Linked DNA regions of Macaca mulatta: region 2 is linked to region 1. The links are chromatin contacts, called in public Hi-C maps. All regions are on one chromosome and are shown on one strand. Each heading gives the region's core, a stretch centred on a gene start, on an enhancer-like site or on the middle of the called end of the contact. The rest is flanking DNA. Distances are from core to core; before and after follow the strand shown.

What was found. Hi-C and Micro-C count contacts between places; a contact is called where the count stands out from the background.
Region 2: a contact with region 1 is called in a Hi-C map of cortical neurons, with 3 times the contacts expected there. The contact joins two enhancer-like sites. A contact is called at or near these places in 4 of 14 Hi-C or Micro-C datasets (CD4 T cells, blood, cortical neurons and 1 more).

What each region holds. Positions count from the first base shown.
Region 1 is chr2:98,154,219-98,161,437 of T2T-MMU8v2.0, forward strand. No RefSeq gene overlaps it. Among named protein-coding and RNA genes, the nearest start is that of TRA2B, 53 kb to the left of the region's middle. Within about 2 kb of position 4,568, at least 5 of the 40 cell types and tissues checked have an H3K27ac peak or open chromatin away from gene starts, as enhancers often do. A contact at or near this core is called in cortical neurons, where this site is marked.
Region 2 is chr2:98,415,002-98,422,220 of T2T-MMU8v2.0, forward strand. The region is part of intron 19 of DGKG (diacylglycerol kinase gamma); the gene reads right to left. Among named protein-coding and RNA genes, the nearest start is that of DGKG, 120 kb to the right of the region's middle. Within about 2 kb of position 4,335, at least 10 of the 40 cell types and tissues checked have an H3K27ac peak or open chromatin away from gene starts, as enhancers often do. A contact at or near this core is called in cortical neurons, where this site is marked.

The DNA of each region.
Region 1 (7,219 bases), core at 3,318-5,817:
TCCCTCCAATTTGGGCTCTGGCTTGAACTCTATGAACTGCTCAAAGAGGCTCTTGCTACCTCTTTGTTCAAACAGACAATGGCTGCAATAACAAAGAGGAAAATCAGATGCAGGTGAAAGTTTATTTTTAACATTTCCGAGGCCAAATGAGGATTTAACATGAAAATCAGAGCCCTCACTTCCGCCTGCGCTCTCCAAAAGTGGCTGGGGTACTTTTGGCTGGCCCAGACTCCAACATGCTTGGATCGCTTCCAAATGAGTACACCACTGATGAGGTAGACAGTTTAGTCTTTCTGAGCCTTCTTTTGTCAAGAAATAGACATTTTGTTTGGAGATGAGGTTAAACTTGAACCTGTACATTGTGATTAGCTTAGGAAGCCAGGCTGCCCTGGCCACCCCAAATATGTGAGGTTGTCTTTATGTGTTTTTTATTTTATTTTTTTTGGGACAGAGTCTCATTCTGTTGCCCAGGCTAGAGTGCAGTGGCACAATCTCAGCTCACTGCAACCTCTGCCTCCCAGGTTCAAGCAATTCTCCTCCCTCAGCCTCCTGAGTAGCTGGGATTACACGCCTGCGCCACCATACCTGGTTAATTTTTGTACTTTTAGTAGAGACAGGGTTTTGCCATGTTGGCCAGGCTGGTCTCGAACTCCTGGACTCAAGTGATCTGCCCGCCTTGGCCTCCCAAAGTGTTGGGATTACAGGCAGGAGCTACCGTGCCCGACCCTGCCTTTACATTTTAGTCAAATCAGACTGAAGCCTGAACAAATGTGTAATAAAGTGAAAATTCTTTGAAACCATGAGTCTGAAAGCTCCCTTCGGGATGAGCTCCTAGCCTGCCTGTCTTCTGTGGCTCCTCTGAAGCTTGCAGACAGCAGAGGCCTGTGAGGTTCCTGTGAGAAACCGCAAGAATTACCAGGAGCTGGTGTGCCTGGAGCACCTGCATTGTGCAAAGTACTTAACCCCATTATCCAGTCATCATAACCATCTCCTGAGGTCAGAATCATTATCAGCAGTGTTTGAGGGAACCAGCCCAGAAAGGTGCAGAGTCAGCCCATTCCTTGCAGAGCATACCTAAGATTATTCGACTCCAAGGCCAATTTTCTTTCCATTGTACCACAGTGTGAATGAGCATTAGTTTTCTTTTCCCTGATTTCCCACCTACCAGCAGGAAGCAGAAAAGTGCAGAAATGGTCCTGTTTCTTCCTCCTGAGAACCCAACAGTTGTAGTTTTCCTGCAGAAACTCAGAAAGGAGGAGTTAGGGGTTCATGATCACCATGATTATTATAAAATGGTTCCAGAAAACTAAACAAACCAACAACAACAACAGCAACAAAAACTGAAATGGCTTGCCCTTCTTATCCTTCACTTTAAGCTCAATCGGCTTTCTGATATAAAATGGCCTTCCTTTCTGTTTCAATTCTTCAATTGGCAAGTCTTGAGCAAAGGGTGGATTGACGAAGAAAGGAAAAAGGGAGCAAATGGTCCTAAGGGCTAAGAGTTGCCCTTCTTTTTTTTAAGACACCTGGTGAATATTCCCTCCTCTCGCTTGTGTTTTATTTCAGCCTGTCTGCCCTAGGGCTCCTCCATGGTTCTGATCGATCGGCCCCACCACTATCCTGGTTCTTACCCTTTTTCCAGAAAAAGAGATATTCCTTGAGGTTACCAAATCGGTTCTCCTCAACTCTCCATCTCCAGCCAACACCTGTCACCCAACGCTGCCCTGTGTTACCCCATTTACCACCAGTAACTTTTTTTTTTTTTCCTGAGACAGAGTCTTACTCTGTCTCCTAGGCTGGAGTGCAATGGCGTGATCTCAGCTCACCGCAACCTCTGCCTCCCGGGTTCAAGCGATTCTCCTGTCTCAACCTCCCAAGTAGCTGGGATTACAGGCCCCCACCACCACAGCTGGCTAATTTTTGTATTTTTAGTAGAGACGGGATTTCACCATGTTGGTCAGGCTGATCTTGAACTCCTGACCTCAAGTGATCCACCCGCCTCGGCCTCCCAAAGTGCTGGGATTACAGAAGTGAGCTACTACCAGTAACTTCTATAAAGCTCAACAAGGATAAAGTCAAGGGCAAATCTTCTCCCTCAAACCAACTTCTTTCTTTCTTCTCATCTTTAATAGGTCCACTGCCAGCATCCAGGAGCCCAGGCTTGCAGTCAACGACTCTTCCTTTCCCGTTAACTCCCGTAGTCTGTCATTCATAAATTCCTATTTGTCCTTTCTTCCAAATGCCTCTTGCATTTCTTACTTTTCCGTCACTCTGTCTGCCTTCATCCTAGCCCAGAGCCTGCCCCTGGGCTGGTCTCCCTATAGACTTTTCCTTTTCCAAACTATCATTCTACTCCATTCATCTATGCCTTCATTCATCAGAAGAGCATTTGTGGAGCACTTAGTGCCAGACACTGCACTAGACACTAGATGCACCCATAACACAGACATGGTCCAGCTGGGGAGACAGGTAATTGACAAGCACCTACAGTGTCTTGCGGTGAGTGTGATGATGGAGGAAGCCCTTAGCTGGGACCGTAATCCAGATGGGGAGACGTGTTAGGGGAGGCCTACATACTCCTACTGGTTTCATTGTCCTAAACACCTTTATCCTGTTTCAACTAAAATTGGCCTTCTCTTACTTTTGTTCCTTTGGGTTCAAACTTTGTAACCTGAGATTCTAAGGCCTTCCTTGTCAACCCAGCCCCATTTTCAGGACCTCTAGTGGAAGAGTTAGTAGTAATAATGATAGTAGTGATAGCAAACCTTCATTAAGCTTATTTATTTTAAATAATAGGCCCTCTTCTAAGTACTTTTCTTATGTTAACTCTCCACAACATTCTCTATGAAGGAGGCACAGGTACTATGATTAGCACCACTTACAGAAGGGGAAACCGAGGCATGAGTGCTAAAAGGCAGAATCTGGGTTCAAATCCAGGTGATATGGCTCCCAGGTTGGCATGTGACGATGACACCATTGTGTGTCAGTGTAACCTGGCCGTGTGGACTTCAGACTCTCTACCATACACCTTAAGTTCTCCCCAAAGACCTTTTTTTTTGTGGTCCCCTCTTCCCTGAGAATGCCCTTCTCTTTCTTATCAAACGCTATAGAAGGCTTTGTTTACATATAAAAATAGAGCCGCCTTCTGTGGAAAAGGAACTTGGTCTGGACTCAGTTTGATGTTCAAATCTTGTTTCTGGCTGCCAAATCCCTTCTTCTCCCTGACTCTCAATTCTTCCATCTCTGCAATGGGAATATTACTATTCTCCTCACACAGCCATTCTGAGTATGATGTGAGAATAATGCATGTGAGTGTGCTTGGAAAACTGCAGTCCCATACAAATGTACAGGAATCAACATCATTTTTTTCCTCTGGCTTCTCAAAATAAGAATGTTGTTATACAGTCTGAATATCACTAGAGCAAAGTTTGCTTATACATTCCATTGGGCATATGACTATCTTTCTATACCTCAGCTTCATCATCTAGGAAATGGGCATAATACCAGCTGCTTTATTGAAAATGTTTGGGAATTTAATGAATTTTCTTTCTTTTTTTTTTTTTTGAGACAGAGTCTCACTCTGTTGCCCAGACTGGAGTGCAATGGTGTGACCTTGGCTCACTGCAGCCTCTGCCTCCTGGGTTCAAGTGATTCCCCTGCCTCAGTTTCCTTTGTAGCTCGGATTACAGATATGAGCCACCATGCCCGACTAATTTTTGTGTTTTTAGTAGAAACAAGGCTTCACCACGTTGGCCAGGCAGGTCTCAAACTCCTGGCCTCAAGAGATCTGCCCGCCTTGGCCTCCCAAGTGCTGGGATTACAGGCGTAGGCCACCACGCCCCGCCAACAATAGTGTCTTAAAAGAATTAGATGCATAATAAGCATTGAAGAATGTGTTGCCTGTCTCCCCCAAACCTTGGCTTTTCTCTAGCTGCTGGGGATGAATCAGTTTTGATTCTCATTAGAAGGGTCCCGTCCAGAATCATGCCTTCTCTCTTCTTCCGTTCTTTTAATAAATGAATGACACCTGTATTCTTGGAGCTTCTGATTTAATTCAGCATCAACACTGAAATATTTGTTTACCAAAGAAAAATACTTTCCAAGCTCCTTTGACTGTGTCATCCACATGCGCCACCACCAGCAGCCCAAAGCCAGTTCTGAAGCAGCAGAACATTTTTCGAGCATAACAGCACTCTGTGACCCTCGGAGTGCTTGTTCAGCTGAAATTACTTGTGTCTGGCACAGACCTTCTCTTTTGATTTTGGCAGGACTTCAGGGAGTGAAAAAGCTGGGTTAGTGTTAGGGCTGGGATTAGAATTTGGTACTCAACAGATCATACTGTTAACACTTCTCCTCTTTGCTAACTTTATGAAGTTCAAGAAAAGCTTTCTGGGGAATGGCACCAATTTATTTGCCAAAGCTGAGATGGGCCAAGGAAGATGTAGTCAGCATTTGGAATCTCCTTGCCTAGGGTTTAACAGCCAAGGAGGGAAGAAGGATGTGCTGGGGAGCTGGGGAATAGGGGCCATGTGGGTAGTGCTAGAAGGATTTGGGATGCTGAACAGGCTTGGCTCTTTGCAGTTCCACCCCCACAACATCTCTCAAGCCATGCGCTGTCCTCTGCTCTAGCACAGCACCCTGTCCTGATCCTTATCATCCTCACCAACTATAGCAATACTCTCTGTTACGCCTCCTTGCCCCTCTTGTCTGTCCTGAGCACTGCTGCCAGTTTTTAAATTCTTATGCTTAGAAACATTCAAGGCTCCCCAGTGCTTGTCAAATAAGAGCCTCATCTTTTAGCACAATGCTCAAGGCTCCCCAGTGCTTGTCAAATAAGAGCCTCATCTTTTAGCACAATGCTCAAGGCTCCCCACAAGCAGGTCCCAAGCTCCACTTCTGCCCTTGTTTCTTCCTTCACCTTCCACGAAGCCTCTGACACCTACCAGCTAGATATGTGCCATCCCCCAGACATGCCATGTCCATACCAGTCTGTGAGCCTTTGCACGGACTGGTCCCTCAGCCTAGATTATCCTCCCCTAGTTCCCATCTTTGCCTAGTAGATTCTTTCTCATCCTCGAGGGCCCAGGTCAAATATTGCTTCTTCTGTGAGGCTTCTCTCAACTCTTCCAGGCAAAGCTGATGTTTCAAGCTCATCCATGGGACTTGTGTACTGCACTCATTTGTGTCTGCCACGAGGGGACCTTGGGGACAGAACAATGCCTTATTTATAATTATGTGTCTTCTACACCACATCAAGTGCCTTGTTCAGTGTCTGTTACTTTATCTGAGTTTTTGAAAGCAGGTGGGACAATCTCTGTTGATACCAGGGAGACACCTGCTCAGTTTTTGGCTGTGTCAGGTTGACTGGTTCTGCTTTCTTTATTTTTATTTTTAATATTTTTGAGACAGGGTCTTCTCTGTCGCCCAGGCTAGAGTACAGTGGTGCAATCTCGGCTCACTGCAACCTCCACCTCCCAGGCTCAAGAGATCCTCCCACCTCAGCCTCTGGAGTAGCTGGGACCACAGGCGCACACCACCACACTTGGCTGGCTAATTTTATTTACTTTTAGTAAAGAAGGGGTTTCACCATGTTGCCCAGGCTTGTTTTCTTTTCTTTTCTTTCTTTTCTTTTTCTTTTTTTTTTCTGAGACAAAGTATGACTCTGTCACCCAGGCTGGAGTGCAGTGGCGCAATCTCGGCTCACTGTAACCTCCGCCTCCCGGGTTCAAGCAATTCTTCTGTCTCAGCCTCCTGAGTAGCTGGGATGATAGGCACGCACCACCATGCCTGGCTAATTTTTGTATTTTTAATAGAGACGGGATTTCACCCTATTGGTCAGGCCGGTCTCAAACTCCTGACCTCAGGTGATCTACCCACCTCGGCCTCCCAAAGTGCTGGAATTACAAGCGTGAGACACTGTGCCTGGCTTCAGGCTTGCTTTCTTTAATCTCCAGAATAAAGCAGTGCACTGGGTAATGGGTCCTGGATAAACATCTCCTTGTTGGCCACAGGTAACTGCTCCCTACAAATATGTCATCTCTGAGAAGATGTCCCAGCTGGCAAGGATTTTTGGCTCAGTTGAGCTCCCAAGGGTTATCCCTATTATGTGGCAGACCTTCTGTTAGGTTCTGCAGAGATATGCATAATTGTGAGACTCTGTCCCTGCCATGGATGTCCTCACAGCTTAGTGAGGAAGACACACACACACACACACACACACACACACACACACACAAGGCATGAACCTTGATGGGGTTCTCAGCTAAGCCTGGGAGCAACAGGGTAGGTTTCTTGGAGGAGGTGAAAACTGAACTGAATATTAAAGGTTGTATAGGAGTTAGATGGACAAAGGCAGTAAGTATAACCAATATAGCTTCAAGCTACCATTAGCATTCAGAACTGAAAAATTATGGTGGTGTAGGGAAGGGGATCAGTTGAAGAAAGATAGAGATATTGATAGAGAAGATGATATATGAGCTGGGCTTTGAAAGATGAGAGGGCTTTGGATAGAGAGAGATATGAATAGGATACAGGTTGAAAAACAATCTGGGCAAAGGAACAGTATAAACAAAGGCATAGAGGAGGGATGCAGCTTGCTTTAAGTGATCAGCTCCAAAACAGTTATCACTGGAACGTTAGCTGAGAGATGAATCATGATGAGAGATGGGGCTGGAGGGAGGCAAGGGTCTAGGTTATGAAGGGTCTAAATGTCTCCAGAGTAACTTAGGGTGATGTGATGAGCATACTTTTTAGCTAGATTCTGATGATCTCCTATTAACAGTGGTGTTGGCAGAACTGGGAGATAGAAGGCCTGAGGAATTGGTCAGCTCTAATATTAACCAGCAAGACTGCTGCAGGTTAATCACTTCTTTCATCTTCTCTGTTCTTACATTAAGATCATTAAGCTGACTCACCTGTTGGTAGCCGAGTCAATATTAAAGCAACCCAGGGCCCTGCAATGCTGCAATGCTGTCCAAGGACAAAGCATGAACCTCTCTCTCAAAAAATAATCAGTTAAACATCTCTCCCCTGAAAGAACAGCCCCAGCACTCCTTTCCAGGCTAGTTTGTTCTTAGAAAGTAAAGTTCCCTATGTCAAACATTTCTGATGGGTCAGAGACACGTTGGGAATCGAGAGGCCCCCGGAGCCTCCTACACATGGGCTACAGGAGTCTTAGGCCAGAGCCCAAAGGAGAGGGATGTGATACTGTCCTTTGGAC
Region 2 (7,219 bases), core at 3,085-5,584, 260 kb after region 1:
TAAGAAAAAACATAGAAAATGCCACAATTAAATTCATTTGGGGCTTTTCTGAATCCCAGATATTTAAGAAAAATAGTTTGCTATATTGAGGGAAGCAGGTGCAGACAGTCTGGACCTCTGGCTACCTACAGCAGGTCTCTTTTGAGGTGCCAAATATTAGATGAAGAGAGGCAAAGCCCAATTCAGGGCACAGAATGAAGACTTTGATGGCAAGGATTTTTAACTTTGCTATATTTGCTGCTGTTGAACCTTTATGCCTTGAGAAAGTCACACATCTGGGTTGTAATAGTGGGCTACCTCACAGGGCGCCAGGAAAGAACAACTTAGAAGGGTTTCATTTTTAGATATAAGAAGAAAATCTTATGTAAATCGTGATATATTTTATGCTTGTGACGGCAGAGCATACCGCAGGTATTCAAGACAGGAAACCCTTCCTTTCATTTTCAGAACTGTATGACTTGAGCTTTGTCAGTTTCTATTTGGTTTCCCACAGAACATCTCTGTCTTTATCTGAGGTCAGGGTTGGGGAGAGGTATGTGGTGGGTGAGGGGAAAGAAGTATCCGTGAGGGAGGGGTAGTCATATCCCCAGCATCTGACCACAGGGCCACTTGCCTACCTGTCATGCAGTCCATGACCCCTGCTAGTAAGCCAGAAGCACCCAGAGAGCACATGGAATCTGTCTTGCCACTCTCCTTTACTCACTCCTGCCCTGTTCCTCCTGATACCATTCCACCTGGGGTCTGTGACCCCCTCCCTTGATCCTGCTAGCCCGGACTTGGCACTGGACTTCGAATCTCTAGAGTTCAGATCCCCAACCTCTGCCTCTCGGACCTCCATGGAGCCAGTGAAGGGGATTTCCTCTAGAGCTTCTGTCCTGCAGAATCCAAACCAACCAAACTGGTGCCATATTCCCAACCCCAAGAGAAAGATTTGGGCAGATTCAACGCATCACTGCTGGGGTCTCCTCCAACTTTTCAGGTTAAAGGCCATGTCAATAGAGCATTGATTCTATGATAACTGAATCCCATTTGCCACGCCATTTAAAAAAACCCATTTATTGTCAATACTTTATTGTCAATTTAAGGCAATGCTTGTTATTTAATGATATTCAACAACAAATGTTTATGGCGAACCTACTATGTACTATGAAAACTTAGGTATAATGTCACTAAATACTCATAGCAACATTGCAAGATTTTCAAAAGAGGCAGCAAAGGATTAAGAAGATTAACTTGCCCAAGGTCACATAGCTAATACGTGGCAAAGCCAAGTTTTGATGCCAACTTACTCTATACCCTGCTGCCTTCTTCTATAGTTACTAAGTGCTTAGTTATTTACAAGGTATATTTCCAACCTCTTAAAAACTCAAGCTACATTAGGGCTTCTGGGGAGCCCCTCATCAGTGACTCCATGGGACCTGCTCCAAGAAAGCTAATATTTCAGAACCTGTTAATTACTCAAGGGCTTTTGAGAAAGGTGGTCAGCTTCTAGTAGGAATGAAGCACTGCTTCGGTCCCTTTGAAGGGTCTAACAGGAAATAACTTGCTTCAGCCTCAACTGCTGAGAGACATAGTCAAGTGGATACACTCAACAGGTTTAGAATAACACATTCCTCAAGTACTCTGAGTTTCTAACCAACAATGAAAACATTCCATGCTTAGACTTCTCTTTCTAGACACTCACTGACAGTGACATTAGAATTAGGTGGTTTTTATGTATAGATTTCGTATGGCAAAACTCTTCATGGTGACTTAATCTGGAAACTCCATGGTGGCTGGGGTTTGGCTATCTGGAAGACTTTGATGGGATTCTTGTCTCCTCTGCTAGTACTGACTGCCGCCTGTCTGTGGGACTGAGAGTCCCTCTCCTTCTCTCTAAGTTGAAACCCTCTTTCCTCCATTCTTTTGACTTTATTGCAAACACTCTACTCCGTGACTATTGGCAAATGTGTCTTTTTATTAATTCCTCTCTCCTTGCTAGGCAGGGCCAGCTCATAGGTGTGAGACATGGACCCCGGAGCCCCACACTTAAGAGGGCTCAGTGCTTAGTTTAATGCTTGGCTGTCACTGGCTTGAAATTCATAATAATTTTTGAAGAAGGGGCCTCACCTTTTTACTTTTGCACTGGGCCACACAGATCATATAGCCAGTCCTGCTCCTTGCTGTGGACATGGAAACAGGGAGGATACTCACACCATACAATGTATGACTGGATGGTGTACCTGTTCTCCTCCCCTCTGGAACTGGGCAGGCATTTTCCCATAGAGACAATCCATAAAGGCAGATGATGCCAACCATAACTCCATCCTCCTTAGCCTCAGTTCCTTCATTTCTAAAATGGGGACCGTGGCACTTACCCTTGCATGTTATTATGAGCAATGAGTGGGATGATGTATAAAGTACTTATCAGAGTGTCTGGTATACATCAGTGCTTGCTCAATGAAATCCATGGGAGATAGCAGTTGCAGGAAACAGAGCTTGAACTCTGGAGTGAAGAGCTAGGTCAGAAATTAAATTAGCCCCATTGCCTAAAAAATACATGACTTTTGTTAGTTGACTTGGTGTCTTCCAGCGTCAGTTCCTTTATCTGTAAATGGGAATGCTAATGTTTATCTTGTAAGGTTGTTTTGTGATTTAAATAATTTAATGTATTTAAAAACCCTAGTTCACCACTTGGCATCTAGGAGGAGCTAAAAAATGAAACAGTTCTTAGTCAGGTTTCCCTTTAACAATATTGCTAGGAGGAGCTAAAAAAATTATAACAGTTCTTAGTTAGGTTCCCCTTTAACACTATTGCTACACTTAAAACAACCAATTTGGCCAGGAGTGGTGGCTCACACCTGTAATCCCAGCACTTTGGGAGGCTAAGGCAGGTAAATCACTTGAGGTCAGGAGTTCAAGATCAGGCTTAACAACATGGTGAAACCCCATCTTTACTAAAAATATGAAAAAAAATTAGCCAGGCATGGTGGTGCATGCCTTTAATCCCACCTACTCGGGAGGCTGTGATATGAAAATCACCTGAACCCAAGAGGCAAAGGCTGCATTGAGCCAAGATCACACCACTGCACTCCAGCCTGGGCGACAGAATGACTCTTTCTAAAAAAAAAAAAAACAAAAACAAACAAACAAAAAAACACGACCAAAAATACCCCTTAAAAAGAAAACAATTCATTTGCAAATGATGTTTGGGATATGACCATTAATAAGTTCTTATATATTATACAACTTCCTGTATACTGTATCACCTGTGAAATGTAACCACCTTGTATGTTAAAATAATTTTGTAAAACATATTTGAGCACTATTTTTCCTTTTCTTTTGCTAGACTATGAGTTCCTTGAAGGCAGGGGCCATGTCTTATGCGCCCTTTATTCCAGATCACTTTCAAACACTTCAGAATCTCAATTGAATCGAATTTCTCTTTTGTTCTTATGCCAACAGTGAGATGATAATCTCCCTAACATTCCTCAATTAGCAATTAATAATTAGCCTGTCGATAACTAGGAGATAGACAGGGCAAAAAATAACCCCATCTCTGCCCTGAAAGGTCTTTTCTTTTTTGTCCATCACACATGGCTCATATTCCTGCCTCCTCGGTTCTCGTTCTTGCTCCGTTAACGAAACTATTCCCTCAGGGAACATAACTTGGTTTTCTGGAATCTACTATCCTCCCTGGTAACAACCTATATAGAGAGGCCATGGAGGAAGAATTTCCTGAAACCCCAACATTTGAGTCATAATTTGATGCCTTTTAGGATTCAAAGAGGCCTCAGACCTGTGACTTTTAAACATTTGGGGAGTATAGGTTCCTTTAAGAATCTTCTGATAGTTATGGACATTCTCTGCAGAAAAATACATTCAATACCTTAGTACAATTTCAAGGTGTTCTCAAAACCCCTGAAGCCCTTGGGTCCCAGATTAAGAATTCTTGTTAGAATAGCCAAGAAAATGGAATCAGCAATGTGAATGATTCCGGTTTCCTGGTAAGTTCTAGCCCTGACTAGTCACTCTCCCTTGCTGAAAACAAAACAAAACAAAACAGAACAAAACACAGCAATGACAACTCCCAAGATTTAACCTCAAGGTTATCCCTGAGAGTCCAAACCTGGGCAGTAATGGCAAAGGGCTTTCAGCCAAGCAGTAACTACTCTTTGGAGAACCTAAGTTAAGCTGAGTAAAATAAGCCTTGTTTGATAATACCGTTTACATTTCCAAATCCTGGGTATCAAGCTTTCTTCCTATCCCTTGCGGCCCTTCCTAAGTTTAGCCGCTGGTGTAATGGGGTAACCATGGCAACAACCACCTGCCTATTTAAAACCATCTCCAATGCTAAATAAGGAAGCCTGAAGAAAATGGCTGCTTGCCTGCCTCTCAGTGGACAAATTGGGCACTCCTGGGTATTTTAGACATGGGCGAATAGGCAGGGTAGAAGCAGTATGTATGCAAAGCTCCTCATAGGAAGCATTTGGTGACCTGGTGAAATAGGTGCTACTTCAGCCCTTCTGTCTTCAGATGTTAGGAAAGCACACAGGTTTACGTGCAAATCCGTGTGCCTGTCACCACGTCACCCATGCTACCTTGACCTCAGTCAGGTGAAGAGTGAGGTGAGAACCTACCCTCAAAGAGTAGTCTTGTTTATGGGATCTCGGAAGGGAGAAGGAAAAACAGTTCTACAGATCACAGTGAATTTGTTCATACTTTGCATTAAAATGCACACTACAATCTTTTTTTTTTTTTTTTCTGACTGATGTGTCTTTCTAATTGTACTTAATCATGTGGGTGATGGATGATTGCTCTATTTATGTCATATGTTGGCCTGACTATTGATTTTTGGCATATGGAGAAATTTCTCCCTCCCTCTGCTTCCTTGCTTTCTGGGAATTACAGAGGTTTGGTTTCTTTCCCCTGCCGAGACCATACAACTGATCACACTGAACATCTTGCTCTTCCACAGTATACTGTACCCTCTCACTCCTTCGTATCTTTTCGTACATTTGCTTCCTTCTCCCTGAGTTGCCCTCCTCTTTTTCTGTGCCTTGGTTCAGTCATCTCTGTCACTGGAAAACCCTCCATGCCACGTTTCATGTCCTTGGTTTTTGCTCCCATAGGTCACTTCTAGTCACATCCCTTAACACAAACCATTCTGCACATCTGCTTGCCAGCCTGTTTCCAGCACCGGGCTGTGAGTCCCCTACATGGGTCTGTCCAAAACGCCTGTAGAACAGTGCCTGGTGTGCATTATGTTTTCAAAAGATCTGTTGAATGAATGGATGAATGAATGAACAGAGCCCCACGGCTTTCACAAGTGTATGGTACATGTGCATGAGTACGTATAAGGATACTTGTGTGAGGCCGGGTGCGGTGGCTCAAGTCTGTAATTCCAGCACTTTGGGAGCCTGAGGTGGGCAGATCACTTGAGGTCAGGAGTTCGAGACCAGCCTGGCCAAGATGGTGAAACCCTGTCTCTACTAAAAATACAAAAATCAGCCGGGTGTGGTAGCGGGCACCTGTAATCCCAGCTAGTTGGGAGGCTGAGACGGGAGAATCACTTGACTCAGGAGGTGGAGGTTGCAGTGAGCCGAGATTGCCCCACGGCACTCCAGGCTGAGCAACAGAGTGAGATGCCACTGAAAAAAAAAAAAAAAAGGTACTTGTGTGGAAAGAGGACTTTAAAAGTCTGAGGAATGAGTTGAAGAGGAGTACTTTTTAAAAAAGTGGTTTGTGTATATCTGGGAGTGCAAAAGGCTGTTAGAGGAGATCACCTGAACTGTACGTTTGTGACTACAGTGTCAGGGGCTGGAAGTACACGTGTTCCTAGCGTGCAGTGAGTGTGTAGAGTCTGTGCGTGTGAGAGCAAGAAGACGCTGTGATAGGATGCACTTCCTAAAAGGTTCATTCGGCTACTATCACATCTCATAGATCAGTCTTCCTGAAGCTGCAGTGTTCAATATCTGACCTCTGAAAAGATCTCCTTATTGGTTGACCTCTCAGGCTGTGGGGTCAGGACAAAGAGTGAAAATGGCAAGTGCTGAAAATGATGGGTACAGGCTTTAAATGAATGTCTTCAGTGAACACTCTAACCTCTCTTTTAAAGACAATTCTTGCTTGTAATCCCAGCACTTTGGGAGGCCGAGGCAGGTGGATCACTTGAGGTCAGGGGTTTGAGACCAGCTGGCCAACATAGTGAAACCCCATCTCTACTAAAAATACAAAAGTTAGCTGGGCATGATGGCGCACGCCTGTAGTCCCAGCTACTCAGGAGGCTGAGGCAGGAGAAAGGTTTGAACCTGGGAGGAGGAGGTTGCAGTGAGACAAGATTGTGCCACTGCACTCTGGCCTGGGTGACAGAGTGAGATTCTGTCTCATAGATAAAAAAATAAAATAAAATAAATAAATAAATAAATAAAGACAATTCTGTGGGCTAAACAAAAGTCAACATCTTCAGGTTCAAAGACAAAGTCCAAATCATTATCCGTCCTCCTCCTCACCTACCTAGGGCTGGGGTGGGAACAGTGTCAAAATAGTGGTCATCTTGAAATAGTACAGCAAAGAAAAAGAAAGAATGAAAATTAACCAATGAGAAGAAAGAGAGAAAGAAGGAAGGAGGGAGAAAGGGGTAGCTATATGTCAGTCACAACTCAGTTCTGGCAAATTTTCTCCTACAAGGAAGACGGGTTTGCTTTCGTTTGCAAATGACCTCGTTTCCTCTTTCCTTTCATTTCTGAACCTAACTTGGCAACTTCACAGAGTGCCCAGGCTGAGGCTGGGACTTAATGGGTTCCGGGTCTCCGGCCTTTGCAGGTACCTCTCTGCTGCTGCCCTCTGCTGTCGGGGGAGGCCAAGGAGACGCCCTTCTGGGCCTCCTGGTCCAAGCCCCGGAGCTGCCACCTCCTCCCATTTGAGACTGACAGAAGCTAGGGTCTCTTCCAGCCTCCCCACCCTTCCACAAAAGAATCATGAGGGGCTGGGGTTGGAAGCGCTGTACTAGGAAGCAGAAGAGACTCAGGAGGGGGTTCCAGTTAGCCAAGGGCAGATACCCTCCCACCTCCTCCCCTGCAAAAGCAGGCCCTTCATACCCACCTCCTGCTTCCCAGCCCCTCCCTTTGCACAGATCTTTTGGGAGAGGACAGGCAGTTAGCCTGTGCCAAGTTTCTGAAATTTTTTTTTTTTCTTGGAAATGGAAACCCTCCTTCCGGCAATGTGGCAGGAAGGCCAA